Regions from separate parts of the Hordeum vulgare genome. Here region 1 is linked to region 2. A link is a contact called in public Hi-C data. All regions are on one chromosome and are shown on one strand. The core of a region is the stretch at or near the end of the contact, and the rest is flanking DNA. Distances in the headings are between cores, read along the strand shown.

Evidence for each region. A called contact is a pair of places that touch in the nucleus more often than the background predicts.
Region 1: a contact with region 2 is called in a Hi-C map of seedling, with 8 times the contacts expected there. The contact joins the promoter of LOC123426671 here to the promoter of LOC123426670 in region 2. A contact is called at or near these places in 2 of 6 Hi-C or Micro-C datasets (leaf and seedling) and 1 of 1 datasets of contacts at active chromatin or transcription factors (embryo).

Annotation. Positions count from the first base shown.
Region 1 is chr2H:464,168,924-464,175,351 of MorexV3_pseudomolecules_assembly, forward strand. LOC123426671 (OVARIAN TUMOR DOMAIN-containing deubiquitinating enzyme 6) reads left to right here and starts at 3,790. Exons shown (of 9, transcript XM_045110539.1): 1 at 3,790-3,996; 2 at 4,078-5,073; 3 at 5,773-5,934. The coding sequence starts at 4,393.
Region 2 is chr2H:463,898,259-463,905,451 of MorexV3_pseudomolecules_assembly, forward strand. LOC123426670 (mitochondrial fission protein ELM1) reads left to right here and starts at 4,681. Exons shown (of 10, transcript XM_045110537.1): 1 at 4,681-5,076; 2 at 7,120-7,193. The coding sequence starts at 4,891.

The DNA of each region.
Region 1 (6,428 bases), core at 2,540-5,039, 270 kb after region 2:
TCCAGGGCGAGCCGTGGATGATTGCCGGTGATTTCCACATCATCTATGAAGAGAGGGACAAGAGTAATCTCAACCTCAATTGCCGCATCATGGGCATGTTCAGAAGGGTGATTGACACAACGGGCCTGAAGGAGATCAAGTGCAAAAATAGGCGCTTCACCTGGTCCAATGAGCAGGAGGATCCAACACCCGTGAGCATCAACAAGATTTTCTGCAACCTAGAATGGGACGACCTCTTCCCTTCCCTCATGTTGATGGCTGCCTTGACGGTCCGCTCCGATCACTGCCTGATTCTGCTAGCTGACACCGCCACGCCGCCGCAGAGGGCCCTGTTCAAATTTGAATCCTTCTGGCCCTGGTTCTCGCATTTCAAGGAGACAGTGGTGCGGGCATGGCAGCAGCCGGCGGCGCCTAGTTGCCCTATTGCAAGGCTGAAGCTCAAAATGAAGCTAATTGCTTTTGATCTAAATATTTGGGCTCAGCACGTGTTCAGCTACGCAAGAGTCTAGCTCCACCTGGCTGCAAAGGTTGTGCTACGGCTCGACATCACCGAGGAGTAGCGTTAGCTAACGCCAGCGGAATTCAGCCTCCGCAAGCAACTCAAGCACATGATTGTGGGGTTGGCTGTGATCGAGCGCGTGCGCAAACGTGAGGCCCCCAGGGTCTCCTGGCTTCGCGCCGGTGACGCCAAGATGGATTTCTTCCAAGCAAATATCAATTCTTGAAGGCGAAGAAACTTCATCTATTCGCTGCAATCGGATGCCGGTTCGACAACGTTGCATGATGATAAAGCTGTCAATGTGCACTCCCACTTTGTACATCTCTTGGGCACAAGACAACCCCGTGACTGCTCCATCAATTGTAACTCCACCCAGCTGCCATCGATTCAAAATGTTGGCCTCGACAACCCATTCACTGAACCGGAAATCTGGTCAGCGATCCTGGCCTCCCCCACGGACAAGGCCGGATGGTTTCTGTGGTGTTTTCTTTAGATCTTGCTGGTGCATCATTAAGCAAGATGTCATGGCGGTCTTCGAACATTTCTACAACTTAGCTGGAGGCAATTTCTCTGACCTCAACTCCAGCATGATCGCCCCTATTGCCGAAGAAGGACGAGGCCACGTGCATGGCGGATTTTAGGCCGATCAGCCTCATACATTCCATTACAAAACTGATCGCCAAGGTTCTATCCATGAGACTTGCCTCGGTCATCAACACGCTCATCTCCTGAGCGCAAACTGCATTTCAGCGATCAAAGTGCATCCATGAGAGCTTCCTCTACGTGCAAAATGTCGTCACGGCCCTGCATCATCGCAAGACACCTGCACTCCTCCTGAAGCTGGATATTGCTAGGGCATTTGATAGCATCTCCTGGGAATATATCTTTGAGCTGCTTCAAAAAAGGGCTTCCCGCCGTGTTGGCGGGATTGGATTGCACTCCTGCTCTCGACATCCTCGCCGTCTTGCAACCTGAATGGCACATCGGGCGCCAAAATTGATCATTGGTGGGGGGCTGCAGCAAGGATACCTCCTCTCCTCACTACTGTTCATCCTGTGCATCGACCCCGTGCATCGGCTGTTGGAGGCGGTGACCAGATCTGGGCAGTTCTCCCCGTTGCCCGGGATGGCCGTGCACATGCGCACAAGTTTGTATGCAGACGACGTAGTGATCTTCATCAACCCCGCAAGGCCTAAGATCATCACGCTCCTTAACATTCTTACACCACTTCGGCGACGCCATGGGCCTCCATGTCAACCTCGCCAAATCATCGGCGGTTCCAATATGCTGTGATGACATCAACCTTGTCACAACCCTGCATAATTTTGGAGGAATAGTAGCACATTGCCTATCTCATATCTAGGTCTCCTCATTACCATTGTTAGGGTTAGATTAGTTCATCTTCAGTTCATCCTCGATAGGATCCATGCGCGACTAGCTGGTTGGAAGGGAAGATTGATGCATAACGCTGGTCATGGGATTTTAGTCTGATGCGTCCTCTCCGCCATGCCGACGTTCGCGCTAACGGTGCTTAGGGCACCAAAGAAGTTTGTTAAAGACACCGACAAAGCCAGGCGGCCTTTTTTATGGGCGCATGACAAAGAGGGGACGGGAGGCAAATGCAAGGTAGCATGGAGCACGGTCACCACGCAGGAGTCCCACTGTGGACTTGGCATCCATGACCTGGACAAGTTCGCGTGCGTCCTCCGGCTACGCTTGCTCTGGCTCTCCTGGACGCATCCAGAATGGCCATGGGTTGGAACAAGCACGCCATGCAACACGGTTAATCAAGCCCTCTTCGCCTCCAACACGACGGTCACCATCGGCGATGGGGCAACGACCTCCTTCTGGACAAGCTCGTGGCGGGGCGGTAGGCAGCTGCGCGTGGCTTACCCTATGGTCTTCGCACGCTCCATGAGGAAGAATAGAACCGTCTGCGACGTGCTGCATGAGGGGTGATGGATACTTGATCTTCCCCATGGTGACCCAGACAACGTCATGCATAGCGTGCTCCAGCTGGCCAGGGAGATCAGGAACGCGGACATAACCATCAAGGAGGGACGGAACGACATGATACGTTAGACTGCTAGTAGCTCTGGGTTGTACTCAGCGTGGTCCGCCTACGCCACTCAGTTCAGGCTAGTCCGCCAACTAGCTTCCCCAAGACCATCTGGCGGATCTAGGCACTCGGCAAGCTCCAGATGTTTCTTTTGCTGCTCCACCTCGATCGGTTGTGGTGCAACGACTGGCTGCAGTGGAGCGGTTGGGAGAATTGCTATTTCTGCCAGCTTTGCCTTCGAAATCTTGAGTCCTCTATGCACCTGTTCTAGGAGTGTCCGCTTGCCATCCATGCATGGAACACGACGACAACACGGCGTGGATGCCACTCCGTGGCACAGGCGGTTTGGAGCTCCAGAATCACGACGACGAAGCGTGTCCAGATGATCATCAACGCGGCCACTCCCAGCTCAGGAAGGGAACGAGGTCGATGATTGCGCTAGTAGCCTGGCACATCTGGCTGGAGCGTAATGAGTGCACTTTCAGGAGGAAGATGCCATGCGTTAGAGCCATCATCGAAGCATATCGTCGGGACATGAAGCAATGAAGGATTGCAGGAGCAGCCTGCATTGAGCACCCCTTCGGAGATATACCGTGGGAGATGAGTAGATGTCCGCCAGCATAGGAAACTTGGACTGGCTTTCTTTTTTTGTACTCTTCTTTCTCTTAGCACCGTCGATCACTTGATCAACACATGTTTTTCCGCCCTCTCTCTGCTAATGAATGAAACGCGAGCATAGCTGGATCTTTCAAAATAATAATAACTATAAGCGACTGCATGAGAAAGCTAGGGGATTCATTGATTCAAGTATAAATATCCTAATAAATCAAAAAATATTTAGCTATATTTTATGTACTGCTATATTGGCTTCTCTAAGGTAGAACTCATAGAAAACGCCGTCAAAAGCACGTGCATCTAGTCACAGATTTTTTTTCCTAATTTATGAGTCGAGATCACCTGCTCATTATCAAACAAAAGAATAACTTTGAGAAGAAATTCCACAAAAAGGATTTGAGAAGAAGAAAAGGTAAGAAATCGTGGCCGAATTGGGCCTCGGTCCTATCTATCTACCCAAATACAAAGCCACAAACGGGATTCGTGGCAACACAAAACCAAGGGCGTAGCGACTACCGTCCATTGCTTACAGACGCTGCTCTTCGGTCCCATATGTCATCCTCGGATGGCCACCCTCCTTTCTCCGCTTATAAAATGTTGGCACGCTCTCGCCCCTCGTCTCCCTTCTTCCTCTCCATCGTCGTCTTCTTCCCAGCCTCACCTACTGCTACTCTTTCTCTCTCCACCCAAAACTGAATCCCCCGAAGCACCCGCGACAGAATCACGCGACGACGCGAATCTCCGTCCCATAAACCCTAGCACGGTCCACCCTCCTCAGCCCGGAGCCGTCCCCGTCGCCCCGCCCACCGGATTCCCCGACGAGGTAACCCGCCCGACCCCCCAACGGAACCCTAGGAAATTTGTCTTGTTTCGTCGGGATTGATCGAATTGGCGGGCTATTCAGGGTTTTGGGAGGGTGGTGCGCCGCCCTTGCCGTCCGGGGATAGCCTGCGCGTCACGATCTCGGGGGAGCTAGGGTTTTGTGATCTGAGGCCTCGAGGTCAGCGGCGTCGCCCTGGTTCTGATGAGAATTGGCAGTCTAATGCTCAGATTGGCCGCCGGCGACGACGAGAGGAGCAGCTTCGTTGGCAGCGGCGGCGGAGGCCTCAGGTTCACCGCTCCCAAGGTCCGCACACGGGACAAGGGCGCCCCTATATCCCTCTAATTCCAGAGGGTTGCTGGTGTTGAGACGCGGAGCCTTCGCTGACGAAACTGGGGAATGACGAGGATCTTCGTGCAGCGTGGGCCCGGTGGCTCCTCGTCCAACTCGGCTCGCTCGGGCTCACAGCCACTGCAGCAGCAACAGCAGCAGCAGAACCAGCCAGCAGCTGCTACCCGGGAGGAGGAGCTTACGGTGCAGCCACAGCCACTGGAGCTCTTGGCTTCAGGTGATACAACTGAGCATCTACTTGAGGGTGGCGAAAGTAGTAACAATGATCCTTCAAGGCTGGTTGAAACTGTGTCCGAGAGTTCAAGTCATGTGGAAGAGAGATCTGAGAGGGAGAAACCTCCCAAGGATGACTCCAATGCGACCGATCCCCCTTTCTTGGTGGAGCTGTCAGGACTCCAGCTTTCCAATCAGTTTGAGCAGGGGAATTCTATGCAGTCAGGCACAGTGCCATCACAGATAACCGGCGCAGCATCACACCCACCGCCTCCCCCAGCTCCACCACCAAAACCATCATCATCTGGTAATAATGGGTTGAGGAGAATGGGATCTGGAAGCTCAAATGGTGTGCGGATCGGATCTTCAAGAAGGCCAGCTGCTTGGCCACCGGTGGCAGCTTGGACATCTGCTTCAGGTTCTCGCCCTTCTTCCCCTAGGTCACTTGCTGATTGTGAAGGGTACAATAGTGCAGATGAGCAAGGTGCCTGTTACACCTCTAGCTATGATGATTCGGTATGTTCTCTTGTCTGGTTCTATTATACTTGTGGGCTTTAATTTTGGATCTTACGTATATAGTTAGTATAGTTAGTTTATGTACTACATCAACATTGATATATGATACGATATGAAGGTAATGCCGTAGATATTTTGGATCCCTTGCAACTGAATGGTGCACTTTTGGGGAGCTGGGTTTAGTGAGGGGTATGAATAATACACGTTTCCTGTAATTGCTTATTATGATTAGCAAGTAGATATGCTTATATAATCCTGGTCTATGAAATCTCAGTGTCTCTTGCTTATATTTGTTAGTGGCTGCTTTCCTATGCACGCTGAGTGGTGCACTTTGATGGAGCTGTTTTTAGTTAGGAGTATGAATAGTAGATGATTGCTTTAATTGCTTATTATGATTAGTAAGTAGATATGCATATATAATCCTGGTCTATAAAATCTCAATGTCTCTTTCTTATATTTGTTAGTGGCTGTTTTGCTACGTACACTGAATGGTGCACTTGTGAGGAGCTATTTTTAGTTAAGAGTAAAATAATAGATGTTTGCTTTGATTGCTTATTCTGATAAGTAAGTTGATATGCCTTTCTAATCCTGGTCCATAAAATGCCATTGTCTTTTGCTTATATTTATTAGTGTGATTTCTACGTACATGGTGAGTAAGTATAATTTTGTACTGGTCCTGATGTATTTTATTTCCCTCAGGAAAGGGAGCATATGTTCGAACATGAACTAAGGAGAGTGAAAGGGTTTGAAATAAGAAAGATGGCTGCAGATGGGAATTGCCTATTCAGAGCAGTTGCTGATCAAGTTTATGGTGATCCAGAAACGTATGACATGGCTAGGCAGATGTGTGTTGACTATATGGTAGGTTGCATCTTTTCATCTGAGTAGTAATTTTCCAGAGTTAAAATTTGTGTTTCCGAGACAATCATTTATTGACAATGAGTAGCGTAATAGCACTTATGCCTACACTTTTAATTCATTAATTCAATTCACAAGCTCTGGCTATTCATTATTTTAGCATATTATTTCCTTGTCTCCTCGTTCAACCCACTTTGCTTGGTTTACAATAATCTAGACGCATTTTTTTCTTGAACATGCACTAATATGTGTGTTGTCTGTATAAGGAGAACACCAATAAGGCGCGAAAGTTACGAGGGTAAACTGGCAAAATCTTGAAGAACAAAAAGTTCTAAGTTTACCAAAAACTTGGATGCTACCTAGATATAAATGAATATTTGCTGGATAGTATATAGTTTAACTTCACCTAGTTCCAGTCTTCTAGTTGATGACTGGTATTAGGTTGCTGCCTGGCTGATTGGTGACAGTGAGCCTTCTGTTAAGAAAGATAGCTTTAG
Region 2 (7,193 bases), core at 3,431-5,930:
CACCAAAATAAAAAATAAAAAATAAAAAAAGAGGCCAAAGAGCCCACAAAAAAATGAGAGAAAAGAGAGAAGGGACAATTGCTACTATCCTCATTCCACACTTGTGCTTCAAATATAACTATGATCTTCATGACAGAGAGTCTCCTATGTTGTCACTTCCATATACTACTGGAAATTTTTCATTATATAACTTGGCTTGTATATTCCAATGATGGGCTTCCTCAAAATTGCCCTAGGTCTTCGTGAGCAAGCAAGTTGGGTGCACACCCACTAGTTTCTTTTGTGAGCTTTCATACTCTTATAAGCTCTAGTGCATCTGTTGCATGGCAATCCCTACTCACTCACATTGATATCTATTGATGGGCATCTCCATAGCCCGTTGATACACCTAGTTGATGTGAGACTATCTCCTCCTTTTTGTCTTCTCCACAACCACCATATTCTATTCCACCTATAGTGCTATGTCCATGGCTCACGCTCATGTATTGCGTGAAAGTTGAAAAAGTTTGAGAACACTAAAGTATGAAACAATTGCTTGGCTAAAACCGGGGTTGTGCATGATTTAAATACGTTGTGTGGGGAAGATGGAGCATAGCCAGACTATATGATTTTGTAGGGATAAATTTCTTTGGCCATGATATTTTGAGAAGACATGATTGCTTTGTTAGTATGCTTGAAATATTATTGTATTTATGTCAAATGATAGACTATTGCTTCGAAATACTCGTGTTTTAGTATTCATGCCATGATTAGATTATATGATCAAGATTATGCTAGGTAGCATTTCACATAAAAAATTATCTTTTTTATCATTTACCTACTCGAGGACGAGCATGAATTAAGCTTGGGGATGCTGATACGTCTCCGTCGTATCTTTAATTTTTAATTGTTTCATGCCAATATTCTACAACTTTCATATACTTTTGGCAACTTTTTATACTATTTTTGGGACTAACATATTGATCCAGTGCCCAGTGCCAGTTCCTGTTTGTTGCATGTTTTTTGTTTCGCAGAATATCCATACCAAACAAAGTCCAAACGTAATAAAAAATTACGGGGATTTTTTTTTGGAATATTTATGATTTTTGGGAAGAAGAATCAACGCGAGGCGATGCACGGAGTGCCCACAAGCCCTGTCGCCGCGACCAGGGGGTGGGCCCGCGGCAGGCAGGCAGGCTCGTGGCCACTCCTTAAGGCGGTTGGAGCCCTTCTTTCGCCGCAAGAAAGATAATATCCGGAAGAAAATCGTGTTAAAATTTCAGCCCAATCGGAGTTAGTGATCTCCAGGAATTTAAGAAACGGTGAAACGCAGAATCTGGGAGCGCAGAAACAGAAGGACACAAAGAGAGAGATCCAATCTCGGAGGGGCTCTCGCGCCCTCCGCCGCCATGGAGACCATGGACCAGAGGGGAAACCCTTCTCCCATCTAGGGAGGAGGTCAAGGAAGAAGAAGAAGGAGGGGGCTCTCTCCCCCTCTCTCCCGGCGGCGCCGAAACGCCGCCCGGGACATCATCGTGTGACGGCGATCTACACCAACACCTTCGTCATCTTCACCAACATCTCCATCACCTTCCCCCATCTTTATTCAGCGGTCCACTCTCCCGCAACCCGCTGTACCCTCTACTTGAACATGGCGCTTTATGCTACATATTATTGTCCAATGATGTGTTGCTATCCTATGATGTCTGAGTAGATTATCGCTGTCCTATCGGTGATTGATGAATTGCTATGATTGATTTAATTTGCTTGTGGTTATGTTGTTGTCCTTTGGTGTCCATCATATGTTCGCGCACGTGGATCACACCATAGGGTTAGTTGTATGTTGATAGGACTATGTATTGCAGGCTAGAGTGACAGAAGCTTCAAACCTAGCATAGAAATTGATGCATATGGGATTGAAGGGGGACCAATATATCTTACTGCTATGGTTGGGTTTTACCTTAATGAACGTTAGTAGTTGCGGACGCTTGCTAATAGTTCCAAACGTAAGTGCATAGAATTCCAAGTAAGGGATGACATGCTAGCAGAGGCCTCTCCCACATGATACTTGCTATCGATCTAGTAACGTAGTCAATTGCTTAGGGACAATTCCGCAACTCCTACCACCACTTTTCCACACTCGTTAGACACTCGTAGTTGTTTCTTTATCTAACCAATCCCTAGTTTTACTTACGTGTTCTTTACTTTCTTGCAAGCCTATCCTATCACTCCTACAAAGTACTTCTAGTTTCATACTTGTTCTAGGTAAAGCGAACGTAAAGTGTGCGTAGAGTTGTATCGGTGGTCGATAGAACTTGAGGGAATATTTGTCCTACCTTTAGCTCCTCGTTGGGATCGACACTCTTACTTATCGAGAAAGGCTACAATTGATCCCCTATACCTATGGGTTATCAACGTCATGTGAGGGGCCATTCAACTCCAACCAACAATCCATGAGGATGAAGTTTTTCTTCTCCATGTTCGCGTATAATGGGCATGCATGGAAAGGCAACTGCCATCGCCGTCCGATCCCTCGCCCCCATCCCGACCCTTCACCCTTCTTAAGAGGTGGTGGGTGGTTGACATCCATAGCATTTCTTGTGAACATTCACATCTTTTCCAGATTTTTAATACATTTTAAATTACTTTTTTTTTGTGAAATTAAAGCATGGGGAACACCCAAGGATAAGAGCACATGATATTTCCCCGGATGCCCTTACCTCTCCATCGCGGAAAAACGCTATTTTATTTATTGTTGTGTTATTTACTTATTACTATACTAGCAAATATGCCCGTGCGTTGCAATGGGAGAAAATATATCTCATATTCACTCCATTTTAATATCTAAAACTGCTCAATCATGAACAACCGCCTCTAGTTGTGCTATGTTGTTCCTTTTATTCCCTTATTATGCAATGTGATCACCACCACAAAACCGGTGGATCCACCTCTCCTTATATTCGATAGATATTTAAAGTGTGCTATGACGCGCTTCATGGGTAGGTTCCCATCTCTGAAATATGGATATAAACAAACTGGGTCTATGAACCAATTGAATGCAGAAAAATTGGCTTTGTTATGGTAGGACATGTCAAGGATGGACATTCTTTAGTGCAGACTACGAGCAGAACAAAATCATATATCAGGTATATTTCTATTTTTGAGTTTATTTTTACTTTTGAACAGAAACAAAATAATACAATTTTGTATCACTATTAAATATGAACTGAAAAGGCATCTACACATTGATATTCTGATTCTTGCAGCACGATTTCTACATCATGTTTTTCAAAAGTTGCTGGCACGCTAGACATACTATTACAAACCCACAGAATCATGGAGATGCAATGTTGATTATTGATGACATAAGTTGGCTCTTAGTATTTTTCTTGTAAGATTTTTTCTTTTTGCAAAATCAGCGGATCCACAAATACAAATATTAAAGAAGATCTCATAGATAACCAAAGGTATATCTCTCTATAGATATGCACAAAAGGAAGAGGAGTGGTTATTCTATGATCTGAAATGACATCACGTACTCATATAGCCTATTGGTATGAAGACCGACTTGTTGTTGCTACTTAATGTTATTAGAGACCTTCTTTGGCTATTTCAAAATACAATGGAACATAATCCATGTTGAAACTGTAGGTTGTGCAACCGAATATATAGAAGAACAAACAGAATCATACCCGTTGTTCTGGCTATCACATGCAAGCAGTAAAAACAATTCATATAACACAAATGTGGTGGGCTCGTGGCCAACCAAGTAAATAAGAACAAACCTTTATTTTTCATGACCACTTGTTCCTGAACACAACAAAGGAAATGTCATATCCTTTACAACCTTAAAGACAAACCTGAAACAAAGCCATACTTCACAAGATCCTAGAGAGCAATGAACATGGCTAGAATTACATTGACCTCTTCTTCTCAACCTTGTACCTGAACTATAAAGCCAAAGACCCCTTCCAAGTCTGCTCCAACACCTCATACTGATCCGTTCCGTATCACCTTAATATGATACCACCCAAAAATGTTTGCTTCCCTGCAAAGAAAAGGATGGTTCTCTAAGGGATTGCAAGGATTTCTTAAGGAATTTTTTTGGCTCAAACAAACACACAAACACCTTGTGTGCACAACATAACCGAGGAGATCCACACACACGTGTGCGTATCTGAAGTTGATGGAAGGCGGTGTAGAGAAGGGACGGCAAGGTCGCCGGCAACTGCAAACAACGACCGACTGGCGGTGGCTCTGGTCGAGCGACGAGCGTGAACCCTCCCAGGCGGCGCATAGCGAGGAGCTCGGGCGCACTCGGAAGAGGAAGAGTTGATGCGGAACAGTGTTGCAGGGTGCTGCGATCTACGGCGTGGGTCGGCGAATCAAGCGTCGCGCAAGTCGTGCGCCACCGCCTGTGGCGGCTAGGTCGCGAGGTGACCGCCGCTTGTGGCGGCTAGGTCGCGAGGTGACCGCCGCTTGTGACGGCTAGGTCGCGAGGTGAGGGAGAGAGGAGAAGCCCGTGCCCGTGTCTGCTAATGTTTTTTGTTTTCAACCCGGGATGAAACATTTTCTCACATTAAAAGAAGGACCGCGGGTTGAGTACCTAAAACCTCAGGTTTTTTTTGCAAAACAGCCACGACGGTGAGAAAAAAAATTAACCGCCTTAATATTAGATAAAAATTACTTTTAATTAAGTTCGTCGCCTCGTCCCTTTTCCCCCACCAGGCCACTCCCTCCGTCTCTCGGCAGACGCAAAAAGGGGTGAAAATCCAAACTTCTCCCGCAAGACTGGCTCGCACCAAATCGCATCGCCCCTCACTGATCCCTTCGCGTCCTGCTTCCAAGCCACAGCCCATAGGCCCCACACCCAGCTCCTCCCGCTCTGATTTCACAGCCGGCGAGCTAGCCATGTCGATTCGCCCGCTGTGGCTGCCGGAGCCGCCGCCCGACGTGGATCGGGCGCCGGAGATCTTCGCGGGTGGCGTCGCCGCGGTGCGCCGAGCAGTCGTCATCGGGAACGGCTGCCCAGGCGCCGAGAACCAGTGCCTCGGCCTCGTCCGCGCCCTCGGCCTCGCCGACCGCCTCACGCTCTACGTAAGCGCGCCGCCGCCCCTCCCGTTCCCTCTCGTCCTGCGATGACCGTGTGACAGGATCGTTTTTTGTGCCCTTGCTAATCATGTCATCAGCTTAGCGTCGCATCGCGTTTTGCGATTTAATGATCTACTTAGTAAATTTTACTAGAATAAACCCCGTGGCTTGCAACCACTTTACTTGCAATGGAGAAGATTGGGCAGATGTGTATAATTCAGTACTAGAATTATGTTTTGTTTGAAGTACATGTACCAAGAGCCTATTCGGCTATTCCTAAAGGTGAATTCTCTAGAAAAGGATCTCAAGTAGTGGGTTCTAGAATTATGCGGGCGATCCTATTAAGGAATTCCCTAAAGGTGAATTCTCTAGAAGAAGCTCTAATATTGTATTTGGCTTCTTGGATGCTTATCAGAAGCCACAAAGAATTTCAAATGACGTGGCGTTTTGTTAGCTCTTCTTTTGCACTCAGCTTTGATAAGAGGGGGGTTTGATCATCTTATTTATTTTCTTGCAAAATTATAGTACTATGTTTGAGCAACTCTAGCAGAGTCACCATATTTGCAGCCGAGTCACGCACAAAATCAGATACACCATATTGCGGCCTCCGTATTTTTTTATCGCATCACCTCAATACTCAGTACACCCAATTTGAGGGATTGAACACTTAAATTGACTAAACATTCCATTACAAAGTTCTTACACAAGGGGAGAGAAGTCGAGTAGCGTCATTTTCTTATCATAGGTGTTCAAAAAATTGTTGCTTTTACATACATGTAGCGACTATAGCTTGATATCGAGCCCCATGTCGATGGTGAATGATACTCATGGGGGCACATGCATTGATGCATATGTGACGAGTCTAGGCACGGCGGTGTGATGGTCCGGTGCGGTTCACGCCGGAGCAGTGGAATTGGCAGGGAGAGAAGATGGGCCACACAGGAGGATGAGGAGAGAGGTGAAACTTCCCTCCAGCGTGGGCAGTTGGCGATGGGGCGTGCTCCAAAGCAACGCCCCACAGCCTCCAAATATGGAGAGACTCGCGGGCTCAATTTGAAAGCGGCCTCCATAAACTATGGCGTTCCAGGGCGGGATGGCGACTCTGCTAGAGAGGGCTTTTTGGCCAAAATTGCCAAACAAGCGGTTATTATGGTGATCGGGACGATATGGTGACTCTACTATAGTTGCTCTTATATGGCAACTAGTCATCATTCCTAAACTCAAGCTGCTAGAGAGTAAGAGCGGCATGTGTTGTATATTTTTGGTGCCTCTGTTCAAGGCTTGGTTTTGGAGGTGTAATCATGGTTTAAACATAATATAGCCTTGTCCTCCGTAAGTAATGCAAGAATCTTGCTTCTAGCTTTTAGAGGGGTTTGTTAATTGTTACCACAGCCTCTTCTATTTTATCGTGTCAGTGTTGTAGTCTATTGCTGCAAATCAGGGGTGTAAACATTATTGCCAATTGTCAAGTTGATTCTGAAACGCCTAATCAACTTAATTCTCAGATGGCGATTTTTGGATTTGGTACCGGTTGGTTCTTGGCCTGGCGCTCTGTGTGATTTATGGGGTTTCAGTAGCATGTAGTGCCTTAGTGCTCTCTGTGTCATGTGACATCCATGATTGAATTTTTGGTTGTGTACTGATTGGAATCTGGGAATGGCTCTACCCTGAAATACTCTAGATAGATTGTCATTTATTTCTGGATTGCTGTTACTCATTGGCCTGTGTGAGCTCGGTTAACAACATAAATAAGAAAACCATGGCAGTGACAAGCTAATAAAATGTTTGTCATTTTTGTCTAGTCTGTAGTTACTCAAATGCCTGTGTAGTAGCTCGGTTAACAACATAAGAAGGAACTTAATATAATGCAAATTCTTATTGATATTCACTATCTTTATCTTTCTCAGTATTTTTCTTAGGTCCCATTATCTAGAATTTCATATAATTATGTCAGTGACCCCTTCCATATGCTTTTTGTTTTGCCTTTCTTATGGACCTTGAGTTACTCTCATTATTTTATTTATTTATGAAATATGTTGGGTCATGCAGCGTATTATCAGGCCAACCGGTGGAATCAACAAGTGGCTGCACTTTCTCCCTATCTCCTTGCATAAAATGGTGGA